Linked DNA regions of Ovis aries: region 2 is linked to region 1. A link is a contact called in public Hi-C data. All regions are on one chromosome and are shown on one strand. The core of a region is the stretch at or near the end of the contact, and the rest is flanking DNA. Distances in the headings are between cores, read along the strand shown. Region 1 has its middle 31 kb from the start of DNAJC5B. Region 2 overlaps PDE7A (phosphodiesterase 7A).

Region 1 (5,035 bases), core at 1,499-3,998:
TTAATAACACTTGTCAGGATGCATTTCTCAGGTGGAAAGCTTTTCAAAACTACAGTCGGCATACCTATGTTTCAGCTTACTGGAGACATTTGAAAGTTCAGAACCCACAAGGGAGAATCTGAAACGAAAGCTCCTCTTATCTCTCCATTTTTCATAGTCAAGCTTTCTCCTACCATTTTATGTGATAAGATGTATAAAATTACTCAATCTATTGCACAACTTTTGAAATGAATATGGAAGCTGAAAGATATTACCACAGCTTTGTTTAAACCCTATGCCATGATGGAATCTTCTTTCCTGTTGGTAATCATTTCATAATTCTCTTTTATAAAAGACAATCTGTCTGGAAAACCAGAAACCTATGGAAGATCCTTATAGGATAAATGCATTTCAGTGAGTTAAAAAACAAGCTAGTGACCTAGAAAATATTAATCAGATCTTTGGAGCTGGTGGCTATACAAATGAGGTCTGTGCTTATATCAAACAATTCTTCATTTTCTTTCAGATATGGGTACTTTAGGCTGATGTTAATACACTTGCAATGAATTCAGTTGGAGAAAACTCTGAGTATCTGTATCAGGGTGTGCCTGGACTCAAACTTACAGATTAATTAGAGCTGCAAGACATAGAAAACTCTACATAAAATGAACTCTGGACATGCCTAATATTGCTCCTACATTATCAATAACTCTAAACAAAATGGTAATTCATGGTTTAAGTCAGGAAAGGCTCATATAGGAGACAAACTAGGTAATAAAGATAGGTCAGTTACCACGGACGGTGTAAACCTCCATGCCTGCCAGATTAAGTTTACTCGCACGTGCATTTACAGAGTACACACATCCATACCACAGAGTATACACATGCATACGCATAAGCGAAGTCTTCCCTGGTGGCTCAGACAGTAAAGAATCTGCCTGCAACACAGGAGACATAGGTTCAATCCCTGGGTCAGGAAGATCCCCTAGAGAAGGGAATAGCAAATAGCAACCCACTCTGGTATTCTTGCCAGGAGGATTCCATGAACAGAGGAGCCTGGCAGACATGCCTGAACAACTATTACTACTACACACAAGAAAAGTGATCTACCTAAACTGGAAAAGGCCAAAGTTTGTATATTTAATATAAAGCAAAATGCTCATTAACTGTATAAATGCCTTTTTTTGAAAACATAGACTACTTCTAATCAGGCCTGATGCTGGGAAAGATTGAAGACAGGAGGAGAAAGGGACAACAGAGGATGAGATGGCTGGGTGGCATGACCGTCTCGATGGACATGTGTTTGAGCAGGCTCCAGGAGTTGGTGATGGACTGGGAAGCCTGGTGTGCTATAGTCCATGGGGTCACAAAGTGTTGGACATGACTGAGCGACTGAAATGAACTAAACTGAACTAAATCAGGTCAGAAGGCAGAGTAGGCAATCTGTTTCCCTGGATTCATTTTCTCTGTATTCTCAGCCTTTTGAATGAGGTCTTAGGTGCTTTCTCTTGACCTTGGTCAAAGCTTGTTTTGTTTGGAGCTGAAGGCTGGGCGAACTTTGGTGAATAGTGTCACCTACCTAGAGTACCTGAGTTTACCAATAACCACACTAAGGTGATAAAAGGAGATTTCCTTACCTTAGAATATTCTGACTTAGAAATTAAAATAGTCCAAGTGTGAACCAGTAAATTCCTTCAGGATGAATTGGGGCAGGGAGTACTGAAGAGGCCACCAGGCTGAGAGTGAGAGGATTTAAGCCTTAGTCTCAAGATGGCACCAACTAGCTCAATGGCCTAAGTCAAGATATTTAACCTCTCTCTGCTGGTTTCCTTTTCTGGAAATTAGGACATTGGAATGGATGATCGTTTAGTTACCGCCCCCCCCCCCCAACTCTAAAAGTCTGTGGTGTGTGACTAACACAAGGGTCAGAGAACATTATAGTCAATAAATGTAAATGTAGACAAGTTAGAATGTTCTGTGTTTTGTGGGTGTTATTTTAGGTTAAACTTAAACATAGTTTTCAGGGCTTCCCAGATGGCACCAGTGGTAAAGAACTGCCAATTCAAGAGATGTAAGACTTGCAGGTTCAAAACCTGCATTGGGAAAAGATGCCCTGGAGGAGGGCATGGAAACCCAGTCTAGTATTCTCGCCTGGAGAATCCCATGGACAAAAGCCTGGTGGGCTATGGTCCATAGGGTCACAAAGAGTGGGACATGACTGAAGCAACTTAGCACAGCACAAATGTAGTTTTCAATGACTATAAAATGAATAAAGTCTAAACACTGGACCAGTGAGCTTTTACTTCCCAAGGACTTGAGATGGGGTCATAATCTAATTGTGAAAATCACAGTGGCTTCTCTAGATGGAAGTTGAATATGTGCTAACGTCAATGTGCAAACACATTTTGTTTTTATCTGAGCCTCTGGATTTATTTACATGCTTTGGATTATTACTACTTTTATAGAGTGAGTGAATATTAGCTTTGCAGCTGAGATATATTTATTCCCAGGGTGTTGGAGGTCAGAGTGTTAAAACTGTGTGCTGTGGATAGAGACTGGGTCTCCCCGGCTTGTCTGTTCCTCTTGGGGTCCCTGGCGGGCAACTAATCTACCTGTCAGAACATTGGACTGTTGCTTCCACTTGGGAAAGGAACATGGCAATAAACTTGGATCTTGCAGGCGAATCTCAGCGTGCCTGCTCGAGCAGTCCTGCACTTGGCTCTGGGGTCGTGGTGTGCCGAGGGCAGCCAATGTGGATGAGTCAGAGCCTGGCACCCACCCCACCCTCCGCCCTCCTGGTAAACAGAGCAGCTATTTGCCGTCACTCAGAGCCTCCCAGGGCCTCGAGACTCCAGGAAGAAACAAATAAGTTAGAAGCCAAAACCCCAAGGCAAGGTAAAGAAAACAGAACTGTCTGCCTCCCCAACGATGATTTCACTAGTGGGAGTTCTTTAGGGGGAGGAGTGGTAGACAGTCTCTGAACTGTTTTACTTTCTTCTCAACCAGAAGGCCCTTCCCTTTCACTGTTTCTGGGGGTGACCTTCTGCCTTTTAAGCCCTGAAACTTCAAAAGCAGACTTGAGAATCAATATTGGTTGCTAATCCATAATATTTTTTCCATCCCTTTTATTTTGTTTGCATTTTTTCATACAACCTTCTATTAAAATACTTCTTTCAGTTAACTTGTTTTTCATTTAGTTTATTCTTCCCCATAGAATTTCATGGACAGAAGAGCCTGGTGGGCTATAGTCCATGGGGTCACAAACAGTATCTTACTCATTTGGGGCTTCCCAGGTGGCGCTAATGGTAAAGAAGCTGCCTGCCAATGCAGGAGACATAAGAGACTCGGGTTCGATCCCTGGATTTGGAAAATCCCCTGGAGGAGGGCATGGTAACCCACTTCAGTATTCTTGCCTGGAGAATCCCAAGGACAGAGGAACCTGGAAGGCTACAGTCGGTCCATAGCGTCATGCAGAGTCAGACACGACTGAAGCGACTTAGCACCCACTCACATCATTCTGGGGAGAAGCTTTTAAAAGAATACCTGGATTAAAGAATAGACATCACTAGGCACTAATTGAAGACGGTTTTAGAAAGTAATTTTACACTGACCTGTTGAGGTTCCCTTGCCTTTTTTGCACCCCTCAATGGATGGGGAGAGGACTAGGCACCAACCGTCTTGGAAATGTCCTTGTGGTCTGTCTTCACAGTAGGAAGTCTGGCTGTTTGGAGAAGATGCCACAGCTGTGTTTCTGCTGGGAGCTCCTGCGGCATTTGGCCTGCTCATTTGGATCCTTCACATTGCCTGAAAGTAACTGGTGCATCATCTCTGTGCTTACATTCTTACTCCTAAGCCTGGAGATACACCTATCTTGTAGTCCTGTCCTCTGGATAGCCATTCCCTTCTCCAGGGATCTTCCTGACCCAGGGGTTGAACCCAGGTCTACTACATTGCAGGCAGATTCTTTACTGTCTGAGCCATCAGGGGAGCCCCTTGTTCCTTTAGACGCAGTAAATTTGTTCTGAGTTTAGCAAATGTCACGTACCTGAACCGGAGTCATGGCTGGCTGATTCCTTCTAGCTCCATCAGGTAGCATCCCACCTTTAATATATCAGATAACTTCTCCTTCTCAGTAGCCAGGATTGAGCCTGGGCTGGACATTGTGATGTCACAGAGTGGAATCCTTACTCCTCCCAAAGGTCCATCTGGGACCCTCCAGTGGAGCACTTCCTCTCCTGCCCATGGTAGGAGGTTAGGAATGTATACAGCCTAATCTCTAAACTGACCCACGGAATGATAGAATCTTAAATGTGGGCAGAGACGTGGGAGACCTCATGACTCAGTTTTGGTCTAACTGCCTGACTTTGAAGCTGGGAAATCAAGGCCCAGGGTGGTTAAGTGTCAGAGATACATCTCAAAGCTGGGTGCTTTCAGTGTTGTCCCCTACCCTTCTGAACATGCCGTTTTCACTCTAAGCTACTATGCTCTCTGGATCTTGTCAATATCACCATTTTCCGATAAGCACCTCACGGGGCTAATTCTTACCTGAATCCACTCACAGAAAGAGACCATTTGAATAATTTGAAATGTAGAAAGAGAACAGAGTCTCAGTGAAAATCATTCATTTTCCCAACAATAAATAGGCTGCCAGGAATAGCAAATTCTCGTCCTAGCCTGAACTCAGAAATCCTGAGCTAGCAGACCAATCCTAGATTAACCAGTAATGTGACTTCTGGGTAACCCGATGTTGTCCATGAGATCTGATAAGGAGAAAAGCTCAAAAGCCCAGGATTAGTGCTGCTGCAGTGCCAAATCAGGCCCCAGTGTTTGCTGAGGAGGGCACAGGAAGGAATAAGCTGTAAAGAGAGAGACTCTCACTGGAATTTATTTCTTTCCTTTCATACTCTTCACTTTCTCTAGATACTGTCCCCATATGGTATTCAAAAGTTACCCGCATTCATTGCACGAAACGACTTGTATCTGTGAAGCTAGAGAATTGTGCTTTCGAAATCTCTCAAGGTGGGACTAGATATTGCACCCTTCTAATACCAACGAC
Region 2 (5,683 bases), core at 1,707-4,206, 220 kb after region 1:
TTCCTCTTCACTTTCTGCCATAAGGGTGGTGTCATCTGCATATCTGAGGTTATTGATATTTCTCCTGGCAATGTTGATTCCAGCTTGTGCTTTTTCCAGCCCAGCGTTTCTCATGATGTACTCTGCGTATAAGTTAAATAAGCAGGGTGACAGTATACAGCCTTGACGTACTCCTTTTCCTATTTGGAACCAGTCTGTTGTTCCATGTCCAGTTCTAACTGTTGGACTTCATGGATTCCATATTGAATTTTTTCAAAATTCATGTTTGTTCTAAATTTAATGTCCCTACATTTAATAAATTATTCTTTTAGTTACACATTCTCTTTAGCTTCTGTAGTAACAAATTCTAATCTCTTTAAACATAAAAGAATTACTATAATTCTGCTCCACATGTACACTTAGAAAATCTAAGATCTTCCTTTGAAAGATTCTGACATGATTATTAAATAGTAACCGAGGCTATCAGCTTGACAGTTCCCTCTTTTCATGGAATTCACCAAAGCTCATTGACGTCATCCAGACTGGAAGCCCTGGTGTCTCTGCCAACATTGGGCAAGATGTAATATAAGCAGTATGTTTCTTTCACGTCCACAGGAATGCAGTTTTCCGTTTTCTTTTAACTCCTGACACATGGTAATGTTCCATTCTATGTAAAGGTGTTTTGCCTGTTATCTTGAGCCTTTATGTTCACTTTGCACTTTATTCCACCCCATACGAAGGGAACCTTTCAAGGTATCTACATCGTAGCCTCAAAGGCTTTTAGCCTTACTCATCTTTTTGTTTCTGGTTTTTGGCAGCCTATGCCTCATTTTGGTTTTTCAGTCGTGTCCAACTCTGTGACCTTACGGACTGCAACATACCAGGCTTCCCTTCGTTTTTCTCACAGAGTTTGCTCAAACTCATGTCCACTGAGTCAGTGATGCCATCCAGCCATCTCATCCTCTGTCATCCCCTTCTCCTTCTGCCCTCAATCTTTCCCAGAATCAGGGTCTTTCCCAATGAGTCGGTTCTTTGCATCAGGTGGCCAAAGTATTAGAGCTCCAGCTTCAGCGTCAGTCCTTCCAGTGAACATTGAGGGTTGATTTCCTTTAGGATTGACTGGTTTGATGTCCTTGCAGTCCAAGGGACTCTCAAGAGTCTTCAGCACCACAGTTTGAAAGCCTCAGTTCTTTGGTGCTCAGTCTTCTTTGTGCTTCATTATAAAGATTGAATATATTATTGTTGCATCAAGTTGACTAAACTGGATATCTTCTCCCAGTTAGACTTTATAAGGTCCCACTTGATTTCTGTAAGTATGATCTGTATTAGCCATAAACGTAATTCATGCGGGCCAGTGCCCTTACGTCGAATCAGATGTCCCATGTTGTCTTTATCGTGATGACCTACAGTGACAACAGACAAAACTCTCCTTAAATTTTGCCTTAGAGCCTCATGTGCACTTGGGTTGTTTTTTATCTTCCTAACAGGGCCCTGTTAGACTTGGGTGCTTTTTTGATACTTAGTGATATGAACAGAAAGAACATCTGTTTCTGTGTTTATTTTGAGCTTAAAAGCTTATGTCATACTGATTTTATTGTCTGGGATTATCTAAGTCTTAAGTATACAGTAACTCCCACGCAAACTCATACCCTTTTTACCGCTTCTTCCTTTAAGAATGGAAGTTGTCGCATGGCGTTTCCCTCAGCTATGACGAGGAAGCCTGGCTTTGCTGCAGTCCATGGAGTTCCAAAGAGTCAGACACGACTTAATGACTAAGCAAGGACTTTGTTGTTGCTATATTGTTTTTCTTACTCTTTCATACTGTACTGCCTGGTCGTTACTTTCCTATTTACAAGGAAATAGGAAATTTGAAATTACATTTAAAATTAGAAATATAGTTTCTCTTCTTTTAACCAGTATTTGTTCGACTTGCAAAGATGGCTCTTCCATCATTTGTAATTAAACTCAGTTCGGTAACTTAAATGACATTCCTGATGTCACAAAACTAGTAGAAGTGGCAGCCTTGGGATTCAAACCCAGGCGTATGACTCCAGAGCTCGTGTGTTTATTCGCCTTGCTGCACTGCCGCTCAGTAGCAGTACAGGCTACTCCTTAAAGACCATCGCTGTCAGCACCTCTGCTTTCCCCCTTTATCCATGCATGCTGCATGTAAAAATTCTTCCCAGAAAACTTGAATTTAGATGTAACTAAATGTATTTATTCAGTATTGAGCAGTAGGCTTCCTGATATGGCTCCTATTCTTTTTTAAGGAAAATTAAAGAGAGATTAGAACATAGAATGTCTTTTTTTTTTTTTTTACTCATTTATCATTCAGTATGACCTTGCTTTAGTCTAGAGTTAAAACCTTGCAGCACTGAATTAAAAAAAAAAAAAAAAGAAATTTTTTTTTAAACAATCTCCAAGGGGAACTCATGCTAACATGCATCTAAATAATTGTCGTGTTAAGGTAGCAGATAATAGTGACCGCAGGGCGCCCTCTTGTGGACGATTAAAGCAGGTAGTGATCAAGTCTCAAAATCCAAAAGCTTTTTCTGTGAAAAATCTCTTTCGTCTAATAACTAACTGCCGGTGATGGCTCTGCTGTGCCGTTTGTTTGACAGAGAAGAAGGTCTGGGAGTCCTGGGCATGATACTGCTCAAGGTATGTCGATTTCCAGCCTGTCTGTTTCGCTAACCTATTGCCTAGATTTCTTTTTTCAGTCCACTTTCTAGTCTGAAGGAGAAAAGCAAGAGAAAAACACGGCTTCTAAATTTACTGCTATCCCATGTTTTATTGCTGGCTCCGAGAAGCCAAGGGTGGGTGACTGGAAGTAACTCCCATGATCATTAAGTAACAAGGCTCATTTAGTTTGGGTGAAGGTTGATTAGTTTGTTTGTGGTCACACAGTGAGGTAATGTGATATTTTAAAAGAGAACCAGCAGCGCCAACAGTTCTTAATAGTAACTTGATTAAGTTACTGAGCCCTGTCGGCTTTCTAAGCTGGACTGGAATGTAGGTAACCATGTAAACTAGAACAAGCCTAGGACTTAAATAGTCCTAGCCTGGTGGAAGCTGGGCTTTAACAAAGACACCTTTAATCTGTTGTCTGTTATGCTGTGAAATAAATAATAGCATGTCTCATGTCACAAAATAAGTTCATGAGAATATTGGCAATAGGGTCAGATTTTATGTAATGTGGTATGTGTGGGGTGAGCTTTTTTAGTAATTGTCTGAATGGAAGTACTAGTTAAGTTCTCATGATCACCCTTCTTTAAAATATATATATATATATATACGTATAATATATATAATAATGTATATATAGTTTTTCTTCTGCATTTGTTTTTGCCCACGCCGCACATGTGGCATGCAGGATCTTAGTTCCCTGGCCAGGGATTGAACCCGTGACCCCTGCATTGGGAGCGTGCAGTCTTAGTCACTGGACCACCAGGGAAATCCCTGATCACTCTTTCTTGTCCGAAGTTCCCCATGTGTCCTCTATTTTTCCATTCCTAAATGATGCTGCTCATTCAACTTGGTATCTTCTCCATAGTGGCCTCTACTTGCCTGTTTCAATATAGAAACTTTATTCTTACTTATTATAGGGAATCAGTGTGTATCTGTGTGTGGAGGAAGGATAGGGTGGGTGAAGCAAACCTGAAGAAACTAAAATTTTCCACCTTAAAATGATCTCATCATGCTTCATCCTTGATTTACAGTTACTGATTCCCTTTTCTTCCGTCATCCTTTGGAAGCTATCCTAGGACAGTTCTGGAAATGTCTCTTGTCATTTTCTTTTAGAAAACCTGTTCTCCATTGAACTGTGCTCCTGTGTGCTTATTCTACTTCTGAGGGTTTGTTCTAACGGAATCAGGGTGGGTGCCAAGATTTAGTCACAAGAATGGTTATTACAGAATTGCTGGTAAGAAATGTGAAAGTTAGAAACAGCGAAAAGATTTAGTAAATGATGATGACTTCCATACTTTATATTTGACTAGTAAAAATGGCACGTGTAAGTTCCATTCACTGACTTGAATAGATATTCATGAATTTGTAAGGTAAGGAGACTGTGAGCTATGTGGGATGAAAGAGAAACTTTATGTGTACGTGTGTATAGGAAAGAGTTTATTGAGAACTATGCTGAGGGCCAGACTATTGATAGCTGTTGTTTCTGGGCCGCTAAGCCTTCCCATGCAGCTTGTCCCTATTCTCAAAACCAGGTTGAGGAGAGGAGAAGGCTTAGGGCAGCTCCTCCCAGAAAGGACCAGGAAAAACATACCTTTTAAAAGAAAGTGACGGTGTGCCTCAAAATAACAGGGTAGGAAGCTCCAGGGGTTGATCTCTCCATCAAAACAACCACTTTAAAGCGGGGGATGGGCAGAATTCACTATTTCAGGACTCCAGGCGCTGGCTGGACACTGCTCTTCAGCGGTTGGGCAGTGTGTTGGGCCACAGATCCGTGATCGTCACTCACCCCTCAGCCCCTCCGCCTATGGGAATGCTGTTCCGGTCATGGCTTGGTGAAGCCAGGGTGGGCAGTGGGGATCTAATCCTCCAGAAATTTGGAGTTGGGCCTTTAAGTCAGTCTGGCAGATTCCGAGGCATGGGCACTGATGTTTGCCTGGGTTTCACCCCTCTTCAGCTGCAGAGGCTTCGGCCAGCAGCATCTACCAGGAGAGTTAAGGAATCGGTACTGCTCCCACCCCCTGGCCTTTGGAACCAGACATTTAAGGAAATCTGTGTTGGGTCACCAACTGACTTCAGCAATACTGTAATAGGAGCTTCAGTGACCACACACAGCAAGGAGTAAACAAAGTCAAATAGATATGCAAAGGCCAGTTTGGAAAAATCACAAAACAGTTGGCTTCAGCCCACAACAAGTAAAAATAAACAGTCCTGGAAGAGTGAGAGATTAGATTTCCAGTTCCCCAAGTATAATTCGCACCATGTCCAGTTCTCGGTGAAAAACTATAGAACATAAAGAGAAGTTGGAAACTATGACCCTTACATATGACAAAAGAACATCACAGCAGCCACCCTGGGGAAGCCCACACATGGGAACTGCTAATCAAAGAGGTTAACTCAACTGTCTTTAATGCTCAATGAGCTAAAGCAAACCAAGGGCGAGAATGAGAGGGAATCAGGAAGGCGCTGTGTGAACAAAATCCTAATCTCAATAAATAGGAATTATAAAAAAGAACCCAACCAGTTCTGGAGCTGATAAGTATGATAACTGAAATGAGAAATTCACTAGAGGGATTCAGCAGCAGATTTGAGTGAGCAGAAGAATAAATCAGCAAACTTGAAGATAAGAACATTGAAATAATCCAGAATGAGAAACAGAAAGGAAAAGGAATGAAGAAAAATTCCTTCCACAAGAAAGCCATGGAGGAATCCCCGTGTGTACCACGTGTGACTCATAGGAGGTCCAGCAGGAGAAGGAAGAGAGAGGGCAGAAAAAACTGTTTGAATGGTGGAAACCTTCCTGATGGAGACGTGGATATACACATCCAAGCTCAGTGAAGTCAAAGGAGAGTGAACATGTGGTACGCATGAGCAGTGGAGTGTTACTCAGCCATAGAAAAGATCAAAACAGTGCCGTTTGCAGATACATGGGTAGACCTAGAGACTGTCATACGGAATGGAATTAAGTCAGAAAGAGAAAACAAATATTGTATAATATCACTTAAATGTGGAATCTAGA

The links. A called contact is a pair of places that touch in the nucleus more often than the background predicts.
Region 2: a contact with region 1 is called in a Hi-C map of muscle, with 6 times the contacts expected there. The contact joins two enhancer-like sites. A contact is called at or near these places in 11 of 16 Hi-C or Micro-C datasets (blood, hypothalamus, liver and 5 more).

The regions. Positions count from the first base shown.
Region 1 is chr9:43,329,149-43,334,183 of ARS-UI_Ramb_v3.0, reverse strand. No RefSeq gene overlaps it. Among named protein-coding and RNA genes, the nearest start is that of DNAJC5B, 31 kb to the left of the region's middle. Within about 2 kb of position 2,748, at least 22 of the 54 cell types and tissues checked have an H3K27ac peak or open chromatin away from gene starts, as enhancers often do. A contact at or near this core is called in muscle, where this site is marked.
Region 2 is chr9:43,105,229-43,110,911 of ARS-UI_Ramb_v3.0, reverse strand. The region is part of intron 4 of PDE7A (phosphodiesterase 7A); the gene reads left to right. Among named protein-coding and RNA genes, the nearest start is that of PDE7A, 77 kb to the left of the region's middle. Within about 2 kb of position 2,956, at least 2 of the 54 cell types and tissues checked have an H3K27ac peak or open chromatin away from gene starts, as enhancers often do. A contact at or near this core is called in muscle, where this site is marked.